Regions from separate parts of the Oncorhynchus mykiss genome. Here region 2 is linked to region 1. A link is a contact called in public Hi-C data. All regions are on one chromosome and are shown on one strand. The core of a region is the stretch at or near the end of the contact, and the rest is flanking DNA. Distances in the headings are between cores, read along the strand shown. Region 1 holds the start of LOC110522153 (TGF-beta-activated kinase 1 and MAP3K7-binding protein 2). Region 2 overlaps LOC110522155 (probable ribonuclease ZC3H12D).

Region 1 (2,700 bases), core at 127-2,626:
CAAAAAATTTAGAAAATTATATTATTTTATACTAATACAATTCCTCAGAGAAAGAGATTTTGCTTAACAACTAATACTTTTTCTCCCAAAAGTATTGGCACCCCTGTTTTTATGCACCCTTCCCTTGCAAGAATAACAACATTGTGTTTTTCTATAATGTTTAATGAGATTGGAGAGCACATTGGGATGGCTCTTAGACCATTCCTCCAACAGAACCTTTCCAGATCCTCCAGTCTGTGCTTATGGACTGCCCTCTTCATTTCAAACCGCAGGTTTTCAATGTGGCTCAAGTCTGGAGATTGAGATGGCCATTGCAAAATGTTGATTTTGTGCTTGGTCTCATTGTCTTGTTGGAAGATGCATTTGTGGCCAAGTTTCATCCTCCTGGCGGAGGCAACTAGGTTTTTTGGCTAAAAAGTCTTGGTACTTGGTAGAGTTCATGATGCCGTTGACCTTAACAAGGGCCCTAGGATCAGTGGAAGCAAAACAGCCCCATAACGTTAAATATCCACCACCATATTTTACAGTAGGTGGGTCATTCCACAAGTCCCTTTTGTGTCCCTTTGATATTTTATTTAGAAATTGTGCACCAATATTGAATTTTAAAAGCATGTTATATTAATTGAAGTGCCCTTTAATATAGAACACATGGACATTTTAATACATCTGATTTTTAATATGAATTAAGACTTGCTAAAGTGCCAAAATTCTGCATTTTTACATGTTCCTCTGTGCAGTCTCTGTGATTTCTCTGAAGATTTTAACCCACTTAACCCTAACATTTCTCTAAGTTTTCTATAGCCCTAGTTATTTTTGTTGCTTTGACCAAAAGATAGAATGTTAATGCACATTGGTTTGGTGGCCATGAGGCCTTCTGTTGTTTTATTTTATTTATAATAATATTTAGGGTTGCTGCTAGGAAACGATTAACCAGCCTGCTAATATTCTTATATTGAGATGCATGGGGCTGCCAAACTATTCCATAACAGTGCCAATAACTTATTACTTGTGGAAAAAAATCTATTACTATGAGCAATTCTAGTAATATAATATATACTTTTTTTAATATATATTTTTCTTATCTTTATCAAGGGTGCAGTCACCTACAATAATTGTCAATCATTTTGTAGGTGACTGGAACTATTGTAACCTAACTTTCTCAGTAGTTGAGATTACTAGACATAGACCTAACAAGCACCCTCTACCACCCCACCTGTATTTCTTCCACACGCCTGTTGACAGTTTCCCTTCAAATAATATTACCGGTTACCACAAACGTTTCATTCTGTCTGCTAAATGCTTTGTAGAAGCAGACGCAATCATACTTCCTCTCCCCTAAAAAAAACTTTCCCCTAGGAGAAAAAAATAGTCTCGCGATAGGCGCTCGCATATGCAGCCGCCATATTCTGTGACAGTATTTTGATTGGTGTCTGTTGGACGTAAGAAAAGAAAAGAGAAAATAAAGTGGGAGTAGAGGGGGTAAAGAAGAAGAGCTGTCAAAATAATTCCCGTGTCTCTGAAACAGCGGGGGGCTGTAGTAACCCCCCACTCGAGTCAAAACAGAGAAGTCCAGAGTGCCGTAGAAACTCCGTTCACGAAGTCCCCCCCCCCTCCCTCCGCTCTTCTTTCAGCACCACGGCCCTGTGGAGATTCGGTGGCTGTGTCTCGGGTGTTGAAGGTGGCCCGGGGAGCGGCGGCGGAGACGGTAAGCGAATGCCTCAGAATAGGCCCAGAAGTTGTTTGAAGTTATAGTTTAGTTAATGTAGATGAAAATTCGGTCTAACCTTCCCGACTAACATGCTCGAAATACGTGTGCGACTCCACATCCCTCTGGTAAAAAGAAAACGCAGAAAAAACGTTCTGGCTGTCGGCTTTTCAAGTGTGAAAAAGTGTTTGACTGCAACTGGTGTAGGCAATCTCGCGAGCTATTTAGTCTATGTGCGATTTGTTGTGTCCAGCATGAATGTGTTATTACATTTGTAATAATATTTAGCTGTGTACATTTCATTTATAGTTCCACCGTACATTTTAAAGCTGACGTGCATGTTTTGTAGCTTATAGGCTACACTGTAGCTACATTTTCCATTGAGTTTTCTTGAAAAACCTCGTCATCCATGGTGTTCTGAGAGCACATACGCCAATATGATTATATCAAGTGTTGTAACTTCAAAGAACCTTGAAATAGTTTTACGCTTGTCAAAAAGTTAGTTAGCTTGGTAACTAACATAGCAGCTCGCAAGTCGCGATAGTTTTGCTGGTCATTTACGGTGACGTTCGATGCTTCGAAAAAGTAACACTTTGTGTTACAATTTGGTCCCAGCATCTAACGTTAAACGTGTTACACACAAAACACTGCTTTGCGATTATGATGGACTGTCTTTCCTTTCGTTGCATTGATGGGCCTTCTCCAAATATTGCCTAGAGACGGATTAACTAGGAGTACCGAATGGCATAGCACAGGCCCAACCTATAATAAGTAGGTTAATCGAAAGTCTCCTGTAGACTAGCCTACATTATATGAATTGTATTGATGCACGAATCGAATTACCTTGATGAGTCAAACGCAATTCAACTAAAAGTAGCCTGTCCTGTACTCTCACCTTCCCTTCTATAGAATGGAAATGAACTAGTTTTTTTTTTACACATTCTCTCTATTCGACTATATGTTAATGTGTATGTTATTCTATTGGATTTATATTT
Region 2 (2,700 bases), core at 149-2,648, 78 kb after region 1:
GAAACCTTCAAAAGTTCAGCGACAGTCCCCCACAAAAAGCAGATCTAATTCAAGACGAGTGATCGGTGTCAGAAAGAAAATCTCTGATTTATGAGAAGTGAACATTGTTGTTTTGTTCCTCTCAGTTTCTGCTATAGTTTCATCCCCTCCCTCCCATCACCTGTTGATTATCTCAGAGTATTTTTTAACTATTTTTTTCTCTCACTATTGTTATAGCATATCTGATGCTATTGATCGATAGCCAATTGCCATTGCATCTGAATACGAGTTATTTATGTTGAAGGCAAAGGTCATCCTCTCATACACCTGTGGTCACCTGCCAGCCACCGCAGATTCTTCTGAAATTCACCTCAAAGCATCGCCCACTCCCACTTCCCTCTCTATTAATGAGGAAGGGTGAGATGAGTTGGTCTGTGAAGTGAAACTGGAGTGGATATAGCATTCAGTTACTGGCACGCAATGGTAACACCGTTATTTATACCTCAGTGGGTAACATCTGCCCAGAATAGGACAAATCAGGTAGCCACATAGAGTAAAAATGAAAGGAACATTGATGTACTACTTCACATGCTCTCTATGGGGGCAATGTACCGTGACAATACAGGTACTGTCCGTGACCAGATAAATCCCTATGTGCTGTTGTGTTTTTTTTCTCATTAGTACTTACATTACCATCATTTGTGCCAGCATTTCATCCAGTACTCTGTCTTTATCCATCTAATGCTACAATCCCTATAGTCCTAAATGGAGGATCAGTAAACTCACCTCATGGCCACATTGCTCCCATCAATGACCACTGGTCTGAATCCCCCAGTGGGATCCCTGTCTGTAGCTGAGCTGGGCCGCAGGGGCTGGCTGGGCTGGGGAGAGCTGCAGCCTCGGGGGATCAGCTGTGGGCTGGAGTAGGCTGAGCGGCTGGCTAGTATGGATGGGGTGGTGGTAGTGGGGGTCTGGCAGGTCTTGATCAGCTCCTCCAGTATGTCGTTGGTCTGGGCGTCATGGCGCAGGCTCTCCAACACGCGCACAATGTCACTGTGGGAGTAGCCCAGCTTGAGGAAGCGCTCCACTTTTCCATGCTGCTGGTCCATGCTGCTGGTCCTCAGCTCAGTTAGGCTTCCTCCCTCAGTTCTGTCAGTGTCTCTAAGTAGTCTAGGTGTCCTCCTTCCAGGCTCCTGGCAGGGCTCTGTCTGTCGGGGAATCCTCCTCGCCTCCCTTTTCTATCATTTCATCATGGTTTCCACAGCAACAGTGTCAGTTTTGGAAGATTTGACAGGTGCAGAAGAGGCAAGGGTTGAGGTGAGGCATTCTCTGGTTCTGTAAACACAGGAAGTATCATGGTGGAGTCACAGGGACTTTTAGACACTTTGAATGTGGTTAGACTGGCAGCGATAGAATTGGCTGCTTGCGCTGCCACAGCCTCATGATCACGCACGCACGTCATAAGAGGTCGAGAAAGCCCCTGTAGTCTCAGGCCAACTTAAATAAAGCCCTGCTCTAATGCTTTCATTTGGTGTCTGATACCAGTGGTGTCCGTTGTCATAACAAATATACACCACTGGAATCGTTGAGGATGTTGGTCTCGAAACAGAAATGTTTTAGGATATTTTTTTTGCAAAAACTTGAACACCAACCCAGTCAGACATCTTCTAAAGATAATCTGGAAAACCCCAATAATTATTTTACAAAGTGACTGCACTAATGACTGGGAGGGTGAAAGTGACATGCATTCCATACGGGTTCAGCCCACCCTTTACCTTCTATTCTGGTTCCGGAATGTGCTTAACTAGCAAGAAGTTGTCAACAAAACTAAGATAACGTGTATTTTACACAGATCGTAGACAGTGAACAGTTACACTTGTATGCACAAATTGTGAAATGCCATCCACCCCCATCATTTGTTCCTTCATAGCACCCTTTCTTCCTGATTTGCATTCGACTTTGAACGGCAGTGGTGTCATCGGTTTGATAAGAGACTTGGATAAAGAGGAAGTAAATGTCAGGCTAAGACGAACATCGCCATGTTTTAGTATAAACTCGAACGAAGAAGCATACCATGCCAGTTAGTCATCTACATGCAGAACAAGTTGAAGATCAATTTACATTAAGGTACCCTACACCCCCATGTTCATTTGCATGTGAGAACAGTGTTTATGATCTTATACCTCTTCACAGCTTGAACAATCTACATGTAACCACATCCCCTCACACCACTTCATCTCAAGCCAGAGATGAATCATTCTGCACCAGACTAGACACACGCCGACTTTATTTTTTACATTTTATTTCAACTTTATTTAACCAGGTAGGCCAGTTGAGAACAAGCTCTCGTTTACAACTGCGACCTGTCCAAGATAAAGCAAAGCAGTGCGACCAAAAACAACAGCACAGAGTTACACATAAACAAACGTGCAGTAAATAACACAAAATAAAAGAAAAATTGGGGGGAAAAATGAAAAATCTATGTACAGTGTGTGAAAATGTAGAGGAGTAGGGAGGTAGGCAATAAATAGGCCTTAGAGGCGAAAATAATAACAATTTTGCATTAATACTAGAGTGATAGATGTGTAGATGATGATGTGCAAGTAGAGATACTGGGGTGCAAAAGAGCAAGAGGGTAAGTAATACTATCGGGATGAGGTAGTTGGGTGTGCTATTTACAGATGGGATGTGTGCAGGTACAGTGATCGGTAACCTGCTCAG

The links. Hi-C and Micro-C count contacts between places; a contact is called where the count stands out from the background.
Region 2: a Hi-C map of blood shows a contact between it and region 1, with 5 times the contacts expected there. The contact joins the enhancer-like site here to the promoter of LOC110522153 in region 1. A contact is called at or near these places in 2 of 3 Hi-C or Micro-C datasets (blood and liver).

The regions. Positions count from the first base shown.
Region 1 is chr4:14,847,161-14,849,860 of USDA_OmykA_1.1, forward strand. It overlaps LOC110522153 (TGF-beta-activated kinase 1 and MAP3K7-binding protein 2), which reads left to right and starts at 1,377. Exons shown (of 7, transcript XR_002473262.2): 1 at 1,377-1,705.
Region 2 is chr4:14,924,908-14,927,607 of USDA_OmykA_1.1, forward strand. LOC110522155 (probable ribonuclease ZC3H12D) reads right to left here. Exons shown (of 6, transcript XM_021600305.2): 2 at 766-1,314. The coding sequence starts at 1,088. Among protein-coding and RNA genes, the nearest start is that of LOC110522155, 13 kb to the right of the region's middle. Within about 2 kb of position 1,399, at least 4 of the 11 cell types and tissues checked have an H3K27ac peak or open chromatin away from gene starts, as enhancers often do.